Linked DNA regions of Mus musculus: regions 1 and 2 are each linked to region 3. The links are chromatin contacts, called in public HiChIP or PLAC-seq maps. All regions are on one chromosome and are shown on one strand. Each heading gives the region's core, a stretch centred on a gene start, on an enhancer-like site or on the middle of the called end of the contact. The rest is flanking DNA. Distances are from core to core; before and after follow the strand shown. Region 1 holds the start of Rcc1 (regulator of chromosome condensation 1). Region 2 holds the start of Eya3 (EYA transcriptional coactivator and phosphatase 3). Region 3 holds the start of Wdtc1 (WD and tetratricopeptide repeats 1).

Evidence for each region. HiChIP or PLAC-seq counts read pairs in DNA pulled down with a chosen protein or histone mark.
Region 1: a contact with region 3 is called in a FOXA1 HiChIP or PLAC-seq map of pancreatic cancer cells. The contact joins the promoter of Rcc1 here to the promoter of Wdtc1 in region 3. A contact is called at or near these places in 1 of 39 promoter capture datasets (pre-B cells) and 1 of 115 datasets of contacts at active chromatin or transcription factors (pancreatic cancer cells).
Region 2: a FOXA1 HiChIP or PLAC-seq map of pancreatic cancer cells shows a contact between it and region 3. The contact joins the promoter of Eya3 here to the promoter of Wdtc1 in region 3. A contact is called at or near these places in 2 of 39 promoter capture datasets (liver and pre-B cells), 1 of 115 datasets of contacts at active chromatin or transcription factors (pancreatic cancer cells) and 1 of 9 other capture datasets (liver).

Annotation. Positions count from the first base shown.
Region 1 is chr4:132,344,497-132,348,254 of GRCm38.p6, forward strand. It overlaps Rcc1 (regulator of chromosome condensation 1), which reads right to left and starts at 1,254. Exons shown (of 10, transcript NM_133878.3): 1 at 1,150-1,254. RefSeq lists a cis regulatory region at 809-1,656.
Region 2 is chr4:132,637,278-132,641,107 of GRCm38.p6, forward strand. Eya3 (EYA transcriptional coactivator and phosphatase 3) reads left to right here and starts at 1,769. Exons shown (of 17, transcript NM_210071.2): 1 at 1,769-1,878.
Region 3 is chr4:133,336,941-133,340,901 of GRCm38.p6, forward strand. Wdtc1 (WD and tetratricopeptide repeats 1) reads right to left here and starts at 2,375. Exons shown (of 16, transcript NM_199306.4): 1 at 2,056-2,375.

The DNA of each region.
Region 1 (3,758 bases), core at 4-2,503, 990 kb before region 3:
GCAAAGCCTGGGCAGGCTGCTGCTGTGTGCGGCCAGTAACTAACTGAGAACTGAGCACGCTCAAGCCACACCAGGAAGTCCATCACCCAGGTCCAGAAGTAAGTGATACAGCCTCGGGCTATCTGTTAATTTTTTTTTCCTAGAGAGAGAGGGGCAATAGTTCTGGGGGATGTTTGAGTAACTAGCTTTGCACAGATTATAGGACACATTACTTTCCCTTTAAAGGCAAGGAGACTAAGGTTTAAGAGAACCTAGTGGGACCTGCCCGATCCAGACTCCTGCTCTTGGTTGCCTCTGCAACCAGAACCTGGTGAATCACTTCTAACTCATCTTTTCTGAGCTCCATTAGCATGCTCTTCTTGGGTGACGCAGCCTTCTCTGTATCCTCCACACCCTCCCCACAAGCACCAATGTCTATGACCCAAACTCTTCGAGTGGTTGCATGTGCTGTATGTACCCCATGTCTGGATCACCCTGATTCTGTTACCCCAAACATATTAAAATCTCACCTGGAAAGCTATCCCCAACCCTCCACAGCCCGGTTACGGCTTCTGCTTTGGAGTTTCCGGGTCTGTTTCATACCCTCAGCTTGTCCCACGGCACACGTGGTCGGAGGACTTAATTTAGGATGAACCAAAGACGTGGCAGCAGCGACGTTCAAGTTCCACGGGCATACTTTGCTGATCTCAGGAGACCCTAACTGTGGACCCACGGAAGACTCGCCTGGGAGCCCCTGCGTCCCGCAAAGGTCACGGAGACCCGCCTTTGTCACCATTGTTCCCCAGCGGCACGGAACAACCGGGTGACACGGGGTTGAAGAGGGTTAAGGACAGGCCACGGTCTGTGAACGCTGCTGGCCCCTCCCCACCGGCGGCTCCCCAAGTTCCCCGCCGCCGCGCGCGCCCGGGTCCCCGCGCATCAGTCGTTTGAATCTCCCGCCACGGAGCGGAGTGCGCGCCCCAAGCGCGACGGCTAAGGGGCCCGAGCGCCGGCGAGGCGGGGCCCACGCGGGCCGGAGCTCGTGCGCCTGGAGCGCCGCCGGCTTCACGTGCAGCCCGCCATGTAGGTTGCGATCTCGGCCTACCACGACCTCGCGCACCTCCGGGTTTCCCGTCCCCAGGGCTCCCTACGAACCGGAGCGCGACCTACCTCGGGACAGGGCGGCCACAAGCAACTCCGGCGCTCGGCGGCCGGCGGTGAACTGCCCCGAGCATGCGCTCTGCGGGCCTCCGGCCGCGACCCTGGCCAGAAGGGAAAACACAGAGCCGGGCGGCCCCTGGCGGCCACCGCGGGAAGTGCGAGCGGCTGCTCCTAGTTTGTACACAGCATTCTGTACTTGGGAGATTTCCTCCCCAAAGTGGGATGAGTGGACAAATAACCAACTGGAGGAACTACTAGAATTCCTGTTTGTTTAGGAAAATCTGGTGCGTGAGGTCTGCACGGAACAAAACAAGGCTGATGGTTCTTGTTTTCAAATTATATATGCAGAAGGCTCAAAAGACCCCAATCTATACAGAGCCATCTGATTCAGTCTAGGTAGGGCTCAGGAACGGCTAATTAGTCTAAGTGGAAGAGGCATTCAGGATGAATAACATTTCCTTATTTATTATATGTATGAGTGCTTTTCATGTAGGTACATCTGTGTACCACGTATGTATACAGTTCAAAGGCCAGAAAGAGAGCATTGGTTGCAGTAGAACTGGCGTTACAAATGGATGCGACCTGCCATGTATGTGCTAGAATGGGATTCCCATCTTCTGCATGAGCAACAAGCACCCTTAACCACTGAGCCATCTTTCCTGTCCCAGAGAGGTGACATTTGCAATGACAGAGAGTAAGACATGTGAAACTGCCATATAGTCTGAAAGTAGAGGGTAAAGGTCTAGTCTACGGGGACAGTGTGTGATTATGGGAAGGTTCTGCTCACAAGATGAAATGTTCACAACTTTAATGGACTTTGGGTAAAGTGTAACCAAGAATGGAGAGGCAAAGAGCAAGCAGGAAGTAGATTCGGTAATGCCTGGGTTGGTGGCACCGCCTACAATCCCATCATTCCAGAAGCTGAGGCAGGAGGGATACATAGTGAGATTCTATCCCATAAAGAAAGAAGAAGAAGAAGGAAAAAAACCTGGGGCGAGAAGAGGGGCACTGGTTGTAGTTCAGTGGCTGAGTGCTTTGTCTAAGTGTGCGGTGCAAGGCTCAACTACAAGATAGTAAGGGAAGGAGGGGGGAGTAAGGGCTGGGAGCAGGAAAAGATGACTCAGAGCTGGGAATTGTTGGAGTTGGGAGCTAACACCAGAAGCAGAACACTGTGAAAAATGGCTTAGGGCTGGAGAGATGGCTCAGTGGTTAAGAACCCTTGGCTGCTCTGGCAGAGGTCCTGAGTTCAATTCCCAGCAACCACATGGTGGCTCACGACCATTTATAAAAGGGATCTGATGCCCTCTTCTGGCCTGAAGGTGTACGCACTCCTACACTAAAAAACAAATTTAAAAAAGGAAGAAGGAGGAGGAGGAGGAGGAGGAGGAGGAGGAGGAGGAGGGGCTGGAGAGATGGCTCAGCAAGTAAGAGCACTGACTTCTGAAGGTCCAGAGTTCCAATCCCAGCAACCACATGGTGGCTCACAACCACCCGTAATGAGATCTGACGTCCTCTTGCGAGTCAGAAGACAGCTACAGTGTACTTATGTATAATAATAAATAAATCTTTGCTGGACGTGGTGGCGCACGCCTTTGATCCCAGCACTCGGGAGGCAGAGGCAGGCAGATTTCTGAGTTTGAGGCCAGCCTGGTCTACAAAGTACAAAGTGAGTTCCAGGACAGCCAGGGCTATACAGAGAAACCCTGTCTCGAAAAACCAAAAAAAAAAAAAAAAAAAAAAAAAAAAAAAAAAAAAGAAAAAAGAAAAAGAAAAACCAAAAAACTCTCACTAAAATCCTTACACAAGCAGCCCTATAAGATTTAAAGTGTCCCTGAGGAGAAAAAAAAAAAAAAACATTTAATTGGGTATGGCTTTCCTGAGAGCAGTGATCTGTACAGAGTATTTTCTGTGTTTTGCAATCACTTCTGACTCCAAGTTGTCCTAAACTGACATTTTTAGCATTTTAAACAGTTTTCTTTATCTTTATGAGAGAGGGTCTCACTGGGAGCCCCTCCTGTCTCTAGCTCCTTAGAGATGGGACTAAAAAGATCTTCCATCACGCCCAGTTACTAAAGAGCAAAATTGGCACCTGAAAAGGGCTGCCAGCTGGGGGAGGGGTCATTCACCATACACAGCTGTCACCTACCATTGTGTCTGTTCCTGCTTGTGGAGGTCAGAGGGCAACTCTCAGGACCAAGTTTTGTCTTCCCACTTTGTGGGTTCCAGAGAGCAGAGTCAAGCCTTCAGGCTTGGCAGCAGACACCGTTACCAACAGAGCCACCTCCTTTGGACAACTGCTTGTCAGCTGCATTTCCCCTGCTGTGCAGTGCCAGCTCCAAAGCGACCCCCTGATGTCGTCTTACCTTTTCAGGTTGACTTCTGCTTCCATCCTGGCCTCCTCTCCTGGATGGTAAACTGTGAAGTTTCTCCAAGCTTCACCCTGGAAACTGAGGTCTTTCTCCAAGATGGTATTCATTCACATGGCTTAATGTAATTATAGAAAAAGGCCCATCACTGATCTTGCCTTATAAATGATTTTTTTTTATTGTTTTGGTAAAGCCTCGGGCTATCTTCAAACTCCAAATCCTAATTGCTTCAGCTTCCCAGTGCTAGGACTG
Region 2 (3,830 bases), core at 519-3,018, 700 kb before region 3:
CATGAGAACAATTATCAGGGGGTAGGAAAGTACAAGGGAGACAATCGCTCCTGTTCTAGCACAGCATCAGAGGCGTCAGAGGCGGTCTCAGTGAGAAGGCTCATTCGAAGATGTAAAGGGGGTGACAAGGTGAAAGAAAGAGCTGTCTCAGGGAAAAGTACTCTAGGTAGAGGGAGTAGAAAGCAGACAGCACCAGAGCCTGCCTGCAGGCTGGGAGAACAGCAGAGGCCAGTCTGTTGTAAGTGGAAGGAAGGTAGGACAAAGTAGGTTAGAGTTCTACTCGAAGAGTAAAGTCTTCTGAGTCCTGTAGGTGATGTAAGGATTTTAGTGTTCACACTGAGACAGAGCCATTGGAAGAAGCACACGATCTGATTAAGGCTTTCACGGGAGGCTCTCTTCTGTATTGAGTATAGGGTAGCAAACATGAATGGGACCCTCAGAATTACATACTGACTGTGGTTCATACCAACACAGGTGGAAAATGGTCCGATTCTGCAAAGACTTTGAAGACAGCATCTACTGATTGTGCTAAGTAGGTGTGATGTGTGAGAAAGAGCAGTTAAGATGCTCGCTCCCCAAAAAGTAGTTGCTTAGAAAATTGTTGAAATAGAAGCAGTTAATAAAAATCTTTTATTTTTATTTGTATTGAAAAGCTAGGTTTTTGTTTTTTAAACTTTGTGGGTTAATCTAATATTTGTAATTCTGGGTCTTTTTTTCTTTTTTTTAAAGATTTATTTATTTATTATATGTAAGTACACTGTAGCTGTCTTCAGACACTCCAGAAGAGGGAGTCAGATCTCATTACGGGTGGTTGTGAGCCACCATGTGGTTGCTGGGATTTGAACTTTGGACCTTCGGAAAAGCGGTCCGGTGCTCTTACCCACTGAGCCATCTCACCAGCCTGGGTCTTTTTTTCTTGAGGGTCTTTCCCTTCAAACATGAATGGAATTGAATACACTGACAACTATACAAAGCCTGTCTTCAACTCCATTCCTCGTCCACACTTGAGTTGTATTTTAGAATTAATGAAGCATTAAAAAATGTTTCTGAGCTAAGAAGGTGGATCTCTTGATTTCGAGCCCAGTCTGATCTTTAGAGGGAATTCTAGGCCAAGGTCCATAGAGAAAAACTTTTCTTGGAAAAACAACAACAAAAAACCACCCCCACACACACCAAAACAAAAACAAAAACAAAAACAACAAAATGTTCCTGAAAACAATTTGCACAAAATGAAGGCAGCTGCAAGTGTAATATAATACTAGGTATAAACTAAATTTTCGGATAGAAATGTTCACTTTGAGTTAGCCTTTCAAGTGTCTTCAAAAGTTCCCATCCATTTTTCCTCTCCTAGTCTTTCTAACTCGACCAATTGCAGTCAACATTTTTCAACTTCGTCGTCCCTTTACGGTAGGAATCACACACATTTTTTTTTTTTAGAACTTACTTTCAAAGATGAGAGCGGTGGCTGGGCATGGAGGCACAAGCCCTAGGCTGAAGGAGGAGGGTCCCCAGTTCGAGATCAGCCTGATCTGACTTTGTTTTGGGGAGGGCGGGAGTACTTTTCACGAAGGCGGCGGCAATTTAGCAGCACCAGCATCCTCGGAAAGTCATCTCGTGCGTAAGATCCAGGGAGTCAATCACGCAACTGGGTCTGCGAGGTGGGCGGGACCTAAGCCTTGCCCCGCCCCGAGACGATTGACTGGTCCTCTGGGTTCTGTCGGAACGGGGTGTGGATTGTTAGGCGGTCCCGCATCTACTTCCGGTGGCTAGGGATGCGCATCCGGGTCACGCTAACGCCGCGGTTTCCGCCACTCTGTTGGTTCCAGAGTGGGTCCGTAATCGTCCCATGTCGTGCTGGGCAGTGTCTGCAGCCGTCTGGTGAGTCCCCGCCGCCGCCAGGGTGTGAGCGCGGTGGCTCGGGTGCAGCGTTCGGGGTCCCGGCTGAAGAGGTCCTCCTTGGTCGTGCTGGGTAGGGGGTCCCGTCACCGTCCCCCTCGTCCCTGCCTGCCGGTCTGCCCTCGAGCTTTTCCCGGGCGTCGCTCTGGCCTCGCCCCTTCTCGCCTAGGCGCCGGGTCTCTGCCTCCCCCTTCTCTCAGCACTTCTTCCCGATCCACTGTTTTTCCACCCGGAGCGTTGGGGTTCGGCTCTGTCCCCCAGCCCTCCTCGCCTGTGACCCTTCCCCCCTCCAGGGACTGGTAGATGACAAGAGTGTTGCGCCTGCCCTTTCAGAGCGAGAGGGCTTCCTCCGAGTCCAGATCCTGGCCGACTGCTCCAGCTTGGAGGCGCGAGGTTAGACTTGAGGTCGCTTCCCCAGTTAGAGAACAACAAAGGCGTCCCCAGGTCCTCGCACTGCCTCAGTTTGCTGGGCTCTCTGGGCAGCAGCGAACAGGTGGCGGACTCGCTGGCGGGCTTGTGAGATCTCCTGAATTGACAGGTCTTCGTCCTGTCTGTTTTGAGTCCTCTGTCCCACGAGAATGGATGTGCACAGCTGAGGCAAAAGTGCGGATGTTCTTCACTCTGCATGGATTTAAAGTTAGAGGACTCCGGGTTTCTAAACTTTTAAACGACTGTGATGTGGTGTGGTGTTGCTGTTTTCTGCCAAGATTCACCAATGTAATATCATTTTCCTTATAAGCCAGACATTGTTTCTTAGAACGTTCTTTTTAACTTCTTTTTCTCTAGTGTTGCTACCATGGTTTAGAAATCATGATCTTAGCATTTTAAAATTTAAGACATCTTATCTTACATTTTCTGGAGGTTTAAAATCATCTATAATGTGAAAAGGGTTAGACTTTATAATGGTTAATGTCCTGTTTCTCAAATTTTGTGATCTAAGGTATATCTAGAGGTACAAATTTGGATAATTCTTTTTTTTTCCTCCCTTCCGGTTTTTGGGGTGTTTGTAGCATATCATTGCAACCATCATTTTCTTTTCGTCATTTTGTGCGTGATCAGTCTAAAATTCAGTATTAATAATTAAATATGTACAGAACAAATAACCGCGTTTATTATTGGTTCCTCTTGGCACAGTTCTCCCTCATATACACATAAGAGAATAGAACATAGACTGCCATATTCCAAAATTGGGCCACTCCCTTCACCTATTTTTAGCAAAGGACTTTGGAGCTTGGCCATGTTAGTCCTAGATGCCACAGAGAAAGACCCTTCTGGTTGGCTTTCAGGATTAACCTGGCCAGGGAAGCCCCTATGAACATTTATCTGTCCTCCCCTGCACCTACACAAACTGGGAAGAGGAGCCTTTGTTCAGCCTGACCTCCTCATTTCCCAGCAACAACCCCAGTAATCGTAGCTGCTCCGTTGACTTCTTTACCTCGAGGTTTGACGAATATTTCTTTTTTTACATATATAGTTGGTGCACAACTTTTTTTCATTTCTGAACTTTATGTTCCTTTCCACCCCTCCACTACCGTCTTCCTCTCCTTCCCTCTGTTTTTGTGGTGTGTTTTGACCCTAGGCTGTTACCTGGAACTTTTGGGATTTGCTATGTAGTTTGGAGATGGCATTGAACTCGTGATCCTCTGGCCTTCTAGACTCTGGGATTACAGGTCTGTTCCACTGTGTTTGATAGTTTTGGGGTGGGCAGGGTTGGGTTTTTTGTTTTGTTTTGTTTCTTTATATACCTCTGACTGTCTGACTGTCCTAGACTCACTTTGTAGACCAGGCTTGCTTCAAATTTACAGAGATCCGCCTGCCATTGCTTCTGCAGTGCTGGGATTAAAGACACACACTACCATGCCTGGCCTACTCGATTGCATTTTAAGCATATTTTCAGTCTGAACCTGGTGAGGTTTTTATAGCCTATAACCAAA
Region 3 (3,961 bases), core at 1,125-3,624:
CAGTGATTAAAAGCATTGGCTGCTCTTGTAGAGGACTGAGGTCAATTCCTAGTACCCACATGGCAGCTCACAACTATCTGTAGCTTCAGTTCCAGAAAACCTGTCACCTTATTTTGGATTCCATGGGCACCGCACACATGTGGCGTACATACATACATACATGCAGGCAAAAGGCTCAACACCCGTAAAATAAAAACAAATTAAAAAAAATACTTGGGTATTATACTCAACAGCAAAATCCTAATTCTTAAAGATACAAGGCTTACAAGAAAAGAAAATACAGAACTCAAACCAGAACTAGTCCAAGGGTGCTCACTCACTGTCTGAGCATCGCCTGCCCACTCACAACTTAAGCAGCGAGCAGTGAGCACACCTGTGCCCTAGGTAGAGAGAACTTGGGACCAGGAGGCAGGAACATCTTTGCCTCAGAAGGTTCCTCAGAATGATTTTCTTTTCAAAACCGATTCAGGCTTTACTTATTTATTTATACTTGGGTTTTCAGACTGGGTCTCACTAGGTAGGCTCATAAAGAGATCCCGAAGGCTTTGTTTAAAAAGGAACACCTGGAGCCAGGTATGGTGGCACATGCCTTTAATCCCAGCACTCAGGAGGCAGAGGCAGGCAGATCTCTGAGTCTGAGGCCAGCCTGGTCTACAGAGTGAATACAAGGGCAGCCAGGGCTACATAGAGAAAGCCTATCTCCAAAATACAAAACAAAACAAAACAACTTTAGGGCCAAGGGAAATAGCATTATACCACTTAATCCCTGTACTTGGGACTTGGAGGCAGGAAAATAGTTTATAGCCAGCATGAATTACAAGATGATTTCAAGGCCTGCCTGAGCTACATGAAACTTTGTTTTAAAACCCACACATGAAAAAAAAAATGCTTATCTGACACTTTATCCCGATCATCCACCCCATCCTTGGAAGGAATGGAAAAGCTACAGTCACAGTACTCAGCTTCTAAACTCAAACTTGAGAAAACTTTCAAGTTGCTCCACCAACACATTTACCTCAAGAGATTTAAGAACACCAGAGACATTCACAAGAAATTAGTCACACTCAGCTGCTAAGATAAATCGTCTGTACTGCTCAGATAAATCGCATGTAAACCCTCATACTTTTTTTTTTTTAATTCTTATTAGTCCTGGTAATGCACCTGCAGCGGAGAGCAAACCATAAGTCGCCAAGAAACTCCAATCACCGGGCTTGGGATGGGGGGTGGGGGGTGGGGCGTGGGACGGGACGCTCCACTAAAGCTTTTCAGAAAGAGATCCTGCGGGTTTGCAGTTTATCTCTACCGATTCTTATTTACCCTTTGAAGTGGGTACTAATAGCCCACTCCCAAGCAGAGACCCTTTGTACTTAGCGCTACAGTCGATGATGCAAACACCTTGGCAAAGTTCAGTTTGGTGCCAGGATGAGCCACTGAAGGCATCTGCGACTGCCAGAAGCCTGAAAACTCACTCTCTTTCTCTCTCTCTCTCTCTCTCTCTCTCTCTCTCTCTCTCTCTCTCTATAGAGAGAGAGAGAGAGAGAGAGAGAGAGAGGAAGGAGAAGGAGAGAAAGAAAGAAAAGGAGTATGGGGTGACAGAAACAGAGAGCAAGAGAGGGAAAGAGAGGCAGAGAGACACGGAAAGAGCAGACCAGGTCATTGACCTCTTGAAACTTCCACCTGCCCCTTTCTTCCTGAGTGCGATCGGCGCCAGATCAGATGTCAAAAACTCCGCAAAAAATAAATAAATAAAAGTCCCGTGATAGGACGACTTCTACCTCTGCCCCGGTGGAGCCTGCGGGACTCCTACAGCCTTCCCCCACCCCCTCCCCCGACCTCCCAGCCAGTCCTCTTCTAGCCTCCCTTCCCCGGCCCTTTCTGCCCTTCCTCGCCGCCGAGGCCTGACCCCTTCCCGGGACACCCCGGAGTCCCGAGGCGATCGGGCTCAGGCCCCCAAGCAGGGAGCCGGCCCAGAGCGGACGGCCCCGGAGCCGGGGCTCTGGGAGCCGGTCCCCGACTCGACATCTGCGGCGGGGATGGGGCGGCGGCGACCCGTACCTGTCAGGTCTCTTCCCAGGACCAGCAGCGGAGCAACTTCAGGAGCCCATGTCGGTCCGGGGGGGCCCGGCCCCTCTCCCGGGAGCAGGGGTGCGGATCCCGGGAAGGGGGCTGGGGACCCGGGCAGCTCTAGCCTCTTCCCATGCTCCCCGCCCGGCGCCTGGCCGGGGCCGGACAGCGCCTCCGCCCGCCCCTGCGCACCGCCTCACACCCGCGCTCACACACACTCACACTCCCTCGCGCGCTCTCACACACGCACTCCCCTCCCTCCTCCTCTGTTTATCTCCTCCAGCTGTCTGGGGACCCAGGAGAAGTCCCGCACTGCGCCTGCGCCACGCAGTCTCCGCGCCGGCCCCGCGTCTCACGGTCCGCGGCTACGCTACGGCGATGGCGCTCGGCAGTTTCCTGAATAGTGAGCGCGGGCCCTAGTCCTCTCTGCCACCCTCACCCCCCCTCCATCGCGCGCCCGGTCAACGTCTGCTGCCGGTGGCGCCCACTAACCTGCTAGCGGGGGAGCCCCCCACTTCGCCGGGGCCAATCGGCTTCACCGCTCGCGGGAACGGCAGCCAGTGGGCGGGCGGAAAAGCGGGGCTCAGCTCTGGAGTATCATGGGAGTCGTAGTTTTTCGCCATCGCAGAGGTCCTGCGGCGTGGACTTGCCCCGCCCGGTTACCATTAGTTACCTGGACGCACCTCCCATCCCACTACACCTTTTCTGAGTCCCAATTCCACATGTTCTCCCAGGTCCAGTACAGACCCTCCAAGGGCTAAGAGCTCATCAAAATTGCTTTTGATGCTGTAAATTAGGGGACACCTAAGGCTAAGACCCTGAGTCCTCCCAGAGCAAAGCCTCAGCCTGCTCCTTGCTCTAGGGGGCTGCTGAAGTTACAGGTTCCATGCTCGAATCTTCAGGTGCTGGAAGGAAAAGGTCCTATGTTGAGTGACCTGGGAGCTCTAGGAACCCAGATCGATGGCAGACAAGGTCTATCTAATACTAGCCAAGTAATTGCTCTTCTGACTTTCAAGCTCCAAGTCAGAACGGAGACACCCTCCTCTCTAAGGGAGTTCCAAGGTGACAAAGGTGGCAGTAAAGATAACTTAAGGGAGAGAGACCAGGAGCTTCAACTCAAAAGCAATCACCTTACATTTCTCTTCTCTTAGAGTGGCAGATACACAGTATGCCAACGTCTAAGTAATAACACTTTTATTTTCACTGTATTGGGCATGCTCTCTTTGATAGATACAATTGTTCCTATGTTTTTAAAAAGAAGAAACAAGCATAAAGTAGTTAAAAAGATGCTAGCCCAGGGTCACACAACTGGTTAGAAAACAAGGAATGAAACCAGGCAGTGCTGGAGACTAAGTACAAACATTTAGCACTTAAGAGTGCTGGTCCAGGGTTGGAGAGATGGCTCAGCGGTTAAGAGCACTGACTGCTCTTCCGAAGGTCCTCAGTTCAAATCCCAGCAACCACTTGGTGGCTCATAACCATCCATAATGAGATATGATGCCCTCTTCTGGTGCCTCTAAGACAGTTACATTGTACTTATTTATAATAAATGAATCTTTGGGCTGGAGCTAGCAGGGCTGACTGGAGTGAGCTAAGGTCCTAAATTCAATTCCCAGCAACTACATGAGGGTTCATAACCATCTGTACAGCTACAGTGTACTCATATACATAAAAATAAACAAATCTTTAAAAGAGTGCTGGTCCTAAGTTTCTCTTCCCATAAGTGTCTGGTCTTTGCTCATTTCTGTTCGGACCACTTGTGATTTCTTTCTCTTGTGAATTCAGGTCAGTCTTCATCTTCTAGAAAGGTTGTGGGGCATGCCTCCTGACCTTTCCTGCTTAGCTGTATGGAGAGACAGAGACAGAGACAGAGACACGGAGAGACAGAATACTCAGC